2 separate regions of the Macaca mulatta genome follow, and region 2 is linked to region 1. A link is a contact called in public Hi-C data. All regions are on one chromosome and are shown on one strand. Each heading gives the region's core, a stretch centred on a gene start, on an enhancer-like site or on the middle of the called end of the contact. The rest is flanking DNA. Distances are from core to core; before and after follow the strand shown. Region 1 holds the start of ZC3H6 (zinc finger CCCH-type containing 6). Region 2 holds the start of CHCHD5 (coiled-coil-helix-coiled-coil-helix domain containing 5).

The links. Hi-C and Micro-C count contacts between places; a contact is called where the count stands out from the background.
Region 2: a contact with region 1 is called in a Hi-C map of cortical neurons, with 3 times the contacts expected there. The contact joins the promoter of CHCHD5 here to the promoter of ZC3H6 in region 1. A contact is called at or near these places in 2 of 14 Hi-C or Micro-C datasets (cortical neurons and fetal cortex germinal zone).

The regions. Positions count from the first base shown.
Region 1 is chr13:22,409,236-22,414,473 of T2T-MMU8v2.0, forward strand. It overlaps ZC3H6 (zinc finger CCCH-type containing 6), which reads left to right and starts at 3,760. Exons shown (of 12, transcript XM_001087547.5): 1 at 3,760-4,188. The coding sequence starts at 4,157.
Region 2 is chr13:22,662,342-22,667,930 of T2T-MMU8v2.0, forward strand. It overlaps CHCHD5 (coiled-coil-helix-coiled-coil-helix domain containing 5), which reads left to right and starts at 4,136. Exons shown (of 4, transcript XM_001088583.5): 1 at 4,136-4,181; 2 at 5,507-5,589. The coding sequence starts at 4,180. LOC106993133 (a long non-coding RNA gene) reads right to left here and starts at 4,364. Exons shown (of 2, transcript XR_001439286.3): 1 at 4,234-4,364; 2 at 2,323-4,046.

The DNA.
Region 1 (5,238 bases), core at 2,510-5,009:
GTAACCTCAATGTGTACTGTACAGGGAATTATTCCTGCCAAATTAATTCTGCCTCTAAGCCCCTATTTTGGTAGGTAGGCAGAAAATAGTTGTAACTGGGGCTCCCTCCCCCTGCCTAGGGCCACATACACATTTAGGGTTTGTATAAGCTACCAGGAAGGATGGGGAAAAGTCCCCCTAATCCTCCAGCTAGGATGATCACCTAGGAGATGTCTTTGTCCCAAGCCTGACCAGTCTCTGAATGTCTAGTGGTCCGCAGCTCCTGTGTCACTTTGTTGCACTGTAATTTGTGCCAATATTGGGAGCCTTGGGATACCAGGGCTTATTCTTACCATCTGGGACAAAACGCGGGCAATAAAAGGAATTTTTCTTACACTAAATGTAAAGGAATTCAGGGTGGATTAATTGGCTTTTTAAAGTATATCCTTGGCCAGGCACAGTGGCTCATGCCTGTAATCCCAGCACTTTGGGAGGCCGAGGCGGATGAATCACTCAAGGTCAGGAGATAGAAACCAGCTTGGCCAACATGGCAGAAACCACCATCTCTATTAAAAATACGAAAATTAGCGAGCATGATGGTGCGTGCCTGTAATCCTAGCTACTACTCAGAGGCTGAGGCATGAGAATTGCTTGAACCCAGAAGGCAGAGGTTGCAGTGAGCTGAGATGGTGCCACTACACTCCAGCCGGTGACAACGTGAAACTCTGTCTCAAAAAAAACAAACAAACAACAACAAAAACCAAGAAACAAAAATAATGATATCCTTTCTACTTTTTTGATGTTAAAATGTCTTTTATGAAATAACCATAAGATGTTTAATATGTTTAATTTATTTAGCAAAATAAAGTGTTGGTACCTTTATGTCCATTACAATTTTTGTGTGCGTAGGGGGTGGGGAAGGTTGTCAAAGATAAATAAAACTGGACATTAAAGTGGTGAAAAACAATTTTATTCAGTAATTACTAACAGTAGGGGAAAGAGCAGCGTTCCATTTCAATGTAGAGGTAATTGAGCAGCTTACAGAGAGAATAAGGGAGGGTGAAAGAGCCGGAATGCATGCAAAAAATTTCAAAGTCAGTCAGTATAAAAGTGATTAGACCAGCTGTGTCAGCTAGCCGGCGATTATCACTGAAGTCAGGATTCTACCCTCCCACCAAGAATGGGAGACAGTAACCTTCCAGATGATTAAACTTCAAAGGAATGGCTTTCAGGTCCTTAGATACTCCTGAATTGTAGGAGAGAACACATACATGTCAAGGGGACAGAGGAAGGACTCACAATTGTAAGCTCTTTTTTTTGTAAATGCTCCAAGAAAGGGGGTCAAGGGCCTACGGCCAGGTGGGCAGTGTTGAGTTTTCTCTGGGAGACATTTAACTGAGAGGCCTGGGGAGAGATCTGTAGTCATCCTAGGAACACGACCTTATGCTGCTACAAGCCTCACTACAGTCTGGTGGTCTCTTTTTGCTGAGGTTTTGACAAGGTCATTAAGTAACAAGAATTCTGTGGTTCTCATGATCCATATGTCATTATTAGGTAAAATCCGTTAGGTTTAAAATTAGTGTAATCTCTTTGATACCTACATTGCTCCCTGAGGCAATTAAAGACAAGGTGTCACAGATGTCTAAGCACTTCTAGATTCTACAAACCCACAGCCTCAAAAGAGCACTGCCCCTCAAAGCTCACCCACACACACCTCCCCTTTGTTACCTAGAGAAAAAGACCAAGGCCTGATGACAAATTTTATCATCAAACTTAAGTGGCACATGCCAACAATTAGAAAAGGAGGCTTTTCATCCAGAGAGAACTGCACTGTCCTACACCATCACAAACCAAACACCTTAATGAAAGTTTGAAAGAAATTCTCAGACCTCCAGATACAGGGGACAGGGAAAACAGAAGTGCAAGAAAGAACAGCAACTGTTTACCACAAGGGCCTTTGGATAACTTCAAGAAATCGGCTACCCAAATGAGCTGCAGAAAGGCCTAAATTAACTAAAACAGTTACAATAAAACCAAAGTCCTGAGATTTTAATGTAACTCCAAATGCTAATACAGTTTCTTCAGATCTATCTTTTGAAAGCTTCCTAGAAACATATTATGGCAAAATGTGGCTGTAAGTACAGGTCTTGTCACTGGCTGTATTCAACTAAAAAAAAAAAAAAAAAGAAAAAAACAAAGCGCGACCTTTTTTTTTTTTTTTTTTTTAAGATGGAGTTTCACTCTTGTTGCTGGAGCGCAATGACTGGACCTCGGCTCACTGCAACCTCCTCCTCCCAGGTTCAAGCGATTCTCTTGCCTCAACCTCCCGATTAGCTGGGATTACAGGCATGCACCACCAAGCCCAGCTAATTTTGTATCTTTAGTGGAGACGGGGTTTCTCCATGTTGGTCAGGCGGGTCTCGAACTCCCGACCTCAGGTCATCCGCCCGCCTCGGTGTCCCAAAGTGCTGGGATTACATGCGTGAGCCACCATGTCCGGCCTTTATTTTCAATGTATATGTTAATATCAAAAACTTTACATTTCTAATTTAATCCACTCATTGCAATTGTTTCTGAATGCATTCCATTTATGCATTAGCAAAATGCATTATTAAGGAAAGACAAATTAAGTCAGATATTTGGATTAATTATTAAGTCTATTGTAGTATAAAGCAAGGAACTTTCCTTCAGGACATTTAATATATTAAATGGGCCAAAACACTGACTTGTCATTTAAAAATGTAAGGTCACGTTCATAAGTGTAAAAAAAAAAGTCATGCATAGCCGTGCGCAGTGGCTCACGGCTGTAACCCCAGCACTTTGGGACACCCAGGCAGGCAGATCACCTGAGGTCAGGAGTTCGAGACCAGCCTGGCCAAAATAGGGAAACCTCATCTCTACTAAAAATACAAAAATTAGCCAGTCGTGGTGGCGCGTGCCTGTAGTCCCAGCTACTACGGAGGCTCAGGCAGGGAAACTGCTTGAACCCAGGAGGCAGAGGTTGCAGTGAGGGGAGAGCGCCACCACCACACTCCAGCCTGGGTGACAGAGCGAGACTCCATCTGCCCCCCCCCAAAAAAAAACCATGCCTAACGGTTATTTCTAAAATACTCGCATACATTTTACGTTAACATTACGAAATAAAGTAACGTTTATATAATTATTTCAATAGCTATTCCTATTTCAAGTAATAACGGGTAAATTTAGCACTAAATATAAAAAAAAATTGCATGGGCGAGCTGTTTTCCTTAAAACACGATTCTGAGCACTAAACGTTACAAAAACCTGCTACAACTGTGAAGGATAAACCGCATTTCCCTATTATTGCAAGAACAAAGGTTTTAACAAAAAATTTCAAGGACTCTACAGCCGCCTTGTTCTTTGTTATCCCACCCCTGCCCGCCTCGGCTAATGGTTTTGGGGCCCGTTTGCTTGGTGCGTCTGGAACTCCTCAGGCGGCGGGCCTCTGGCAGGAAAAACCGCGGCCCGCACTGGGCCGGGAACTGAGGCACTGGTGGCCCTCGTTGGTCCCGTGGGCCGCCTCCCCCTCCTGCAGACACTCGAAGAGCCATCCGGCCACGTCTCTCGCCGCCCGGCCCCGCCACTAGGCTGCCGCCTCCGCCGCCGCACGGAGAAGGGCGAAGACCCGCCCCTGCAGGTGATTGACGGGCAGTCTCCTCCAATGGTCAACGCGCTCGGCCCCGGCGGGCTGGGCAAGGGCCGCGGCTCGCGGAGGAATCTCTCTTGCCCTTTAGTCCCGGGCAAGGTGTTGCGGCCGGCGCCATTTTCTCGAGCCGCCTGTTTCGGGTGCCGCCATGTTGGTGAGGAGAAATCACCGTTACGGCCACTGTCCAAATCCCCGCGTCGCTGCACGCCGCCCGCCCGCTCCCACGCCACAGCCACCGGCGGCGAATAGAGACTAGAGCGGCAGCGCCGGCAGCGCGGGGCCGTTGCCCAGTGTTTGCAGTTAGAGCCCCACCTCTCTGGCGTGGTTGTTAATAGACTGGAAAGTCTGTGTCTGTGTCGCTCACTAGTAACCGTGAGTTTTTACCACTTCGTCACCTGTCGGCGGCGGCCGGGAGCAGGTTCCCGCAGGCGGCGCAGGGGTCTTCCCCGCGCCCCGTCGCCGCCGGCCTCGCAGACCTGCCCTCCAGCCCCGCCCCGTTCTTGACCAAACATGACAGACTCTGAACATGCAGGGCACGACAGGTCGGGAACCCTTCTTGTCTGTCTTTCTGTCGGATGAGAGGAGGGGTCTGGGGCGGCGGGAGCGGGCCGGGGCCGGGCGCCTCCTGCATGACCTAGACGTCTCTGTGTGGCTCCGTCAGTTCCATGACGCGCACCCTTATGTAAACTGCTGGATCGCGGCCGCGGGGGAGGTCGGCCCGGCCGCGCCCGCCTCCCCGAGCCGGGGTCGCTGCTCGCCGGCGCCGGCCCCGCCCCCGGCTGGGCACGTGCGAGCCCCCCGCCCCCGGGCGGGCTCCGTGTGCGCCGGGCGGCTCTCAGCGTCCCGGCTCGGTGCTGCGGTCCTGCCTCTTCCCGTCCAGGGGTCGGTGCTCCCGGCCAGATAGGACCAGCCAGGAATTTTCAGGAACGGGTGTTTTAATATTTGACTACTTCCCGAGAGCCGAGAACACCTCTAAAAAATAAACATGTTTGGTTTTCAGGGAAGTTTTAAGCAGCACCAAAAGGCCATCTGTTGTATACAGTCTTACCCCTTGGAATTTGAGATGGCAAGTTTCAAGTTCAGTATGTTAACACAAAATAGGCTTTGCAGAAACTTAGTGTAGCATAGTTTTACCCTAACGGAAAAACTCCATCGATTATTCAGGCTTGCCCAATTTTCTAGATGGTGTGTATCACTTGAATGTTTAATTGAGATTCTGATTTTTTATTTTTTGCTCTGTGCCTTAAGAGGCACATTCTGGATTCCACTCAAGTTTGGGGACATTTACAAAGTATACTGTAGTATACTTAAATTTTGGTTATAATTCAAATTTTCGTTCGTATATATCTTTAATAATGAGAAAGGGGGGCTTTCATTAAACTTAATGAAACAAAATCCATTGCATCTGATTCTTACTTAGAATATTAATTTGAAAATTTAGAACCTCACAGTTACTACTTTGTGAATAGAAGTAATCAAAAATATACATTTTACTGTAGACTATATACATTGCTGAAGTTTGATCTGTAGTAATGTGATCTGCTTGGTAAAGCATCCTAAACCCGTTTTTAAAACCCAGAAGGAAAAATCAC
Region 2 (5,589 bases), core at 2,886-5,385, 250 kb after region 1:
GGTTTAAATCAGATGGCCATACATACTTGTACGGGGCTAATTTATTTATTATTTCATTTTTATCTCCATTGTTGGCTTATTAACCCTACCCCCTTTTTCATTTTTTGTTGTTTCTTTTAAAATTTCCAGTGTAAATCTTTAGACTTGTCACACTTTTATGTAATATTCTATCATTTCACAGGTAGAACAACTTAGCAACAGCACACACCTCCCTGTCTCTTGGCCTTTGTGCTATTTTTGTCATAAGGGTTCTATTTACTATATCTGGAGATCTTGATTTCATATACCGTATTTCCATTTTCCTTCGAACTGAGGGCTTGCTTCAGTGTTTCTAAGCTTACTTAGGTGAGACCAGAGCAGCCATTAGGGCTAAGTTTGCCTCACTAGAGAGGCAGTATCTTTGAGTAGTTTATCCCGTGCACAGTGATGGTCTCCTCTGTGGCTGGGGGTGGAACATGGACAACTGCAAGCTCTAGGGATTGCTCTGCCTGCACCTTCCTGGTGGTTCCCTTGGCCTCCAGGAGTGTATTCACAGACATGCTGTGCGCTACATGTGCAGGAAACCCTCTGCAGGCCTGTGTCATGCTACTCTCTGGTACCCTGCCTTACAAACTCTAGCTGCCTTGGCCTCTCCAAATTCTCAACTTTGTCCCAACTCAGGGATACCCCTGGGCTGTGTAGCCTGGAAACTAACTCTCCAGACATAAGCCGGGCCACTAGTGTCACTTCATTTGTCTCCTTTCTCTTGGGGACCACTGTGCTACAATGCTTGTTTCCAGTGTCTGAACTCTGTTGTCTCCTATTTTGTCCAGATTTTTTAGTTGTTGGTGTTGGAAGGATAAATCCACTATCTATGACATCACCACACCCAGGTAACTTCTGTACTTTTTGTAGAGACAGAATTTCACCATGTTGCCCAGGCTGGTCTCAAACTCCTGGGCTCAAGCAGTCTGTCCACCTCAGTTTCCCAAAGTGCTGGGATTTACAGGGATGAGCCACCGCACTTGGCCTATGTTTCTAATGCAGAAGCCACCACCATATGCCACACTTGTGACTCCCATATCTGTTGTAGTAAAAGAGGCTGCAGGCCTGTAATCTCAGCACTTTGGGAGGCTGACATGGGCGGATCACGAGGTCAGGACTTCCAGACCAGCCTGGCCAATATGGTGGAACCCCATCTCTACTAAAAATACAAAAACTAGCCGGGCGTGGTGCACACGCCTGTAGTCTCAGCTATTCGGGAGGCTGAGGCAGAAGAATCACCTGAACCCGGGAGGTGGAGGTTGCAGTGAGCTGAGATCGTGCCACTGTACTCCAGCCTGGGTGACAGAGCGAGATGCCGTCTCAAAAAATAAACAAGTAACAATAAAAGAGGCTGCAATACATGACACATTGGCAGCACCAACTCCTGCCTGGTGGATGACATCCATCTTTAGACATCCCCACTCCAGGGTTGCTGGGGGTCCATTACCATTGTTGACACCTCTTCAGGTTATGATGTTATCATCAGTCCCAGTGCTATCAGTCAACTCTACACTCCTAGGTAGTTCTTGAATCTACAGTTGACCCTTAAATAATGCAGTAGAAAATCCACATATAACTTTTGACTCCCCCAAAACTTAACTACTAATAGCCTGCTGTTGATCTGAAGTCTTACTGATGACATAAACAGTAGATTAACACATATTTTGTATGATATATGCATTATATACTGTATTCTTGCAATAGTAAACTAGAGAGAAAGTGTTATTAAGGAAATTGTAAGGAAGAGAAAATATACTATTCATTAAGTGGAAGTGGATCATCATAAAGGCGTCCACCCTTGTCCTCTTCACATTGAGTAGGCTGAGGAGGAGGAAGGGGGGTTGGTCTTGCTGTCTCAGAGTGACAGAGGCAGAAGAAAATCCGAGTATAAGTGCATCAGTACACTTTAAATCCATCTTGTTCAAGGGTCAACTGTAAACTGTTTTATTTAATGGGCAACCCACGCACCCAAGTGGTTATAAGTGGTACTACAAAATGTATTATAAAAATACTGTAGTTTTTTTAATTTGAGACAGAGTCATGCTCTGTCATCCAGGCTGGAGTGCAGTGGTGTGATCTCGGCTCACTACAACCTCCGCAGCAATTCTCGTGCCTCAGCCTCCTGAGTAGCTGGGACTACAGGCACCTGCCAACCATGCCTGGCTAATTTTTTGTATTTTTTGTAGAGACAGGGTTTCGCCATGTCTCTACTCCTGGCTGGTCTCCAACTCCTGACTTCCAGTGATCCGCCCACCTCGACCTCCCAAAGTGCTGGAATTACAGGCATGAGCCACTGCACCCAGCTGAACACAATCTTTACCTTCTATGTACTGATTTATGTCTTTGTAACTGCCATCCACCTAAAATGTACAAAACCAAACTGTAATTCTACTGTCTCAGGCACACTTTCTCAGGACCTGTGTTTCCCAGGCCATGGTCACTCATATTGGCTCAAAACAAACCTCTTTAAGACATTTCAGTTTGGTTTTTCTGTTAACAGGTGGTTGATTTTTCCTAGTTCTTTAACGAGATCCCTAGAAACCGGGTTTAAGACAATTGAACTTCTTTTTTGCTTTCGTGGTCAGATAAGAAAATTTCAGAAACTCCCTCCCTGTGTACCTGTGGGCATCCCCACCCCCACACACCAACAAGAAAGGTTAGACAGCTCTTCTGAGGTAGCTTCTAAGGCCTTTCAGCATGTCAAAATGCATCTTTGGGGTATTCGTTTCTGAGTACTAACAAGGGAACGGGGTGGGTTAAGATTTCGTTCTCCCAGTAGAGGAAAATCTAGGGATTCAGTCTACATTTGAAGCCAAAAACAGTTATCTGACTCCTTCCAGAGCCTTTAAATGTTGATCCCCTCCCCTCTTCTCCCACCAAACATACACTTGGAAGTTTAAAAAGAATGGAGGGATCTCAAGGTGTAAAGCTTTCTGTGCCTATGGCAGATTCAGATGACCAGTGCTGGTCCTCGGAGGTCAACTGCCAACCAGGGTAGCTCATGGTTACAGCCTCCCGTAGAGCTCTCACTTATCCAGAACACCTGAGGCTCCAAGCTCAGTATCAAACTGTTCACTTGCACTGTGTCCTCTATGAGGTCACTGTCATCATCATCATTTTACAGACACACTGAGACTCCAAGTGGTCGTTACTAGTTCACAGTCAAGTAGCTCTCGTTCATCTTCTCGTTCATCTTCAACTCTATGATTAACTGCAAAGTGTTCTGCTCATTTTGACTAGAGTCTTGAAAGATCTGCAAACTAAATGGCAGGACTGATGCTCAGTTCTCTGACCAGGGGATATCCAGTCTTTTAAGTGGGGAAACTCACGCCCATGTCTAACCTCACACTTTTAAGACAGATGAGAAGGAAGGGGGAAATGTTACTACACTAGGAGGAATTAATTACAAAGAGAGGAAGCAACTGGCTTGATAGTCTCACGGAGTCGGGATTAAACACCATGTCTGTCCTGGCCTACACTAAGGGATGGAGGAACGCCTGGGTCACCCAGGCTGAGTAAATACGAGGCCCAAGCCGAATTAGTTCGGCTCTTGGTTTGACTCCCTCTTCCCTTCTGTTCCAAGCGCTCGCATGAACCAGGGTGCCAGGAGGACTATCAGATTCTGCGCCAGGCCGATGGTGGCAGCGTGGCGTTAGGAATCAGGCCTCCTATCCCTGAGTCCAACAGCCTACCGCCATAGCACCCAACCAAACTGGGAACAACATGTTGAGACGCCGCAGCAACAGCAGCCGCTTCCCACCAGCTCCAGTCGGAGATTTGGAGCGCTTGTGTCTGCGGCTCAATCCCGTGAGGTGCGGCGCAGCTCAGCGGCGAATTCTCTTTGGAGCGGAGGCACCACCGTACTTTCCATCGCTTACTTCCGTTGAACCCCGGGCGCTGCCATGGCAAGCCGGAAATAGGGATAAATCTAGCCAGAAGAGGGCGGAAGTGGCTACTCAGGGCGTCGCCATGACGAGTCGGGACCGGAAGAAGAGGTGGGGCGCCGCCATGACAGATTAGTCCTAAAGGGAACCGGTTGTTAGTTCAATTGACTACCGGAAAAAAACAGGCTGGGCTGGGCGCCGCCATGACAACCGATACCGGAAAAGGCGGGTCGTTCCCCCCGGACAGACCTACGCCGGCAAAAGTCTCGAGATGTGAGTAGTGAGAGCGCCTACCGTATACGTGCGGCCGCTCCCCTTCTCTTACCCAGTGATCTAGACCTAGTCTAGGACCTCCGGAATTAGGACCAGCCTCCCTCCTTCTTGGAGATCTGACCCTCAGGATTCAGCGCCTTCCCTCACGAGTTACAACCCTCCGCATGCCCAAGCCCCGCCCTCTAAGCGTTTAGGCCCCGCCCCCTCTCGCAGCAGCTTAGGACTTCGGTCCAGTCACTATTCACCCAAGCTCTGCCCCCAGTACCCCTGGTCCGGCCGTTCACACCGAAATCCTAAGACTACAGACCTATTTAGGGACCTCTAGGACTCCTACACCCGTCCTCAGAGCTCCAGATTCCTCCCCCTCGATCACCAAACTTTACCTATTGAACCTTCCACATCTGCCCAGGACCCCAGTCCTCACCTATAGGGTCCATAGACTTGTTCCTAGACCACTCTGACCTTGCCCGGGATTCCCAGAGCACCAACCTCATGCAGGGCTTCCAGACCTCATGCCCCTGGGACTTGAGTCCCGCACCACGGCCTCAGGTTTCATCTTGAAGACTCTTTGGCTAAGACACTCTTCCCCAGGACCTGAGACCTCACCTCCTGGACCTCTAAACCTCACTTTTAGAATCCCCAAACCCATTTAGGGCTTTCAAGCTCTCTCCCTGGAATTCTAGATCTTACTTCTAAGTCCGTAAGTCTTCTCTGCATGATCCTCAGGCCTACTGGGGGATGCCTGGATTTCAAGGCCTGTCTTCTAGGACCCAGAAGGCCTACCTTAGATTAATCAGACCTTGTTTTAGAACCTCCAATCTCTCCCCAGAAGCTCCCCTTCTGCTTTACAAGCCCCAGGGCTAGGCCTCACCTCTACACTTCTTTGGCCCCATATCAGGATCCTTCAGACTCCCACATCTGCCCTGAACGCCTAGTCCTACTTCAGATCCAGACCAGAATTCCCTTTCTTTGCCAAGCACCATAGCTCATGCCTGTAATCCTAGCACTTTGGGAGGTCTAAGCGGGAGGATCACTTGAGCTGAGGGGTTCAATACCAGCCTGGGCAACATAGCAAGACCCTGTTTCTACAAAACATAAAAAATTAGCTGGGCATGGTGGCTCATGCCTGTGGTCCCAGCTACTTAGGAGGTTGAGGCAGGAAGATCACTTGAATCCAGGAGTTGGTGGCTACAGTGAGCTATGATCATGCCACTGCACTCCAGCCTGGGCCACAGTGAGACCCTGTCTCTAAAAAATAAAATAAAATAAAGATTCCCTTGCTTCCCTGCTGCCTGGAATGATCCTCAGCCCATCCTGTCCCACAGGCAGGCAGCTCTGGAGGTCACCGCTCGCTACTGTGGCCGGGAGTTGGAGCAGTATGGCCAGTGTGTGGCGGCCAAGCCGGAAT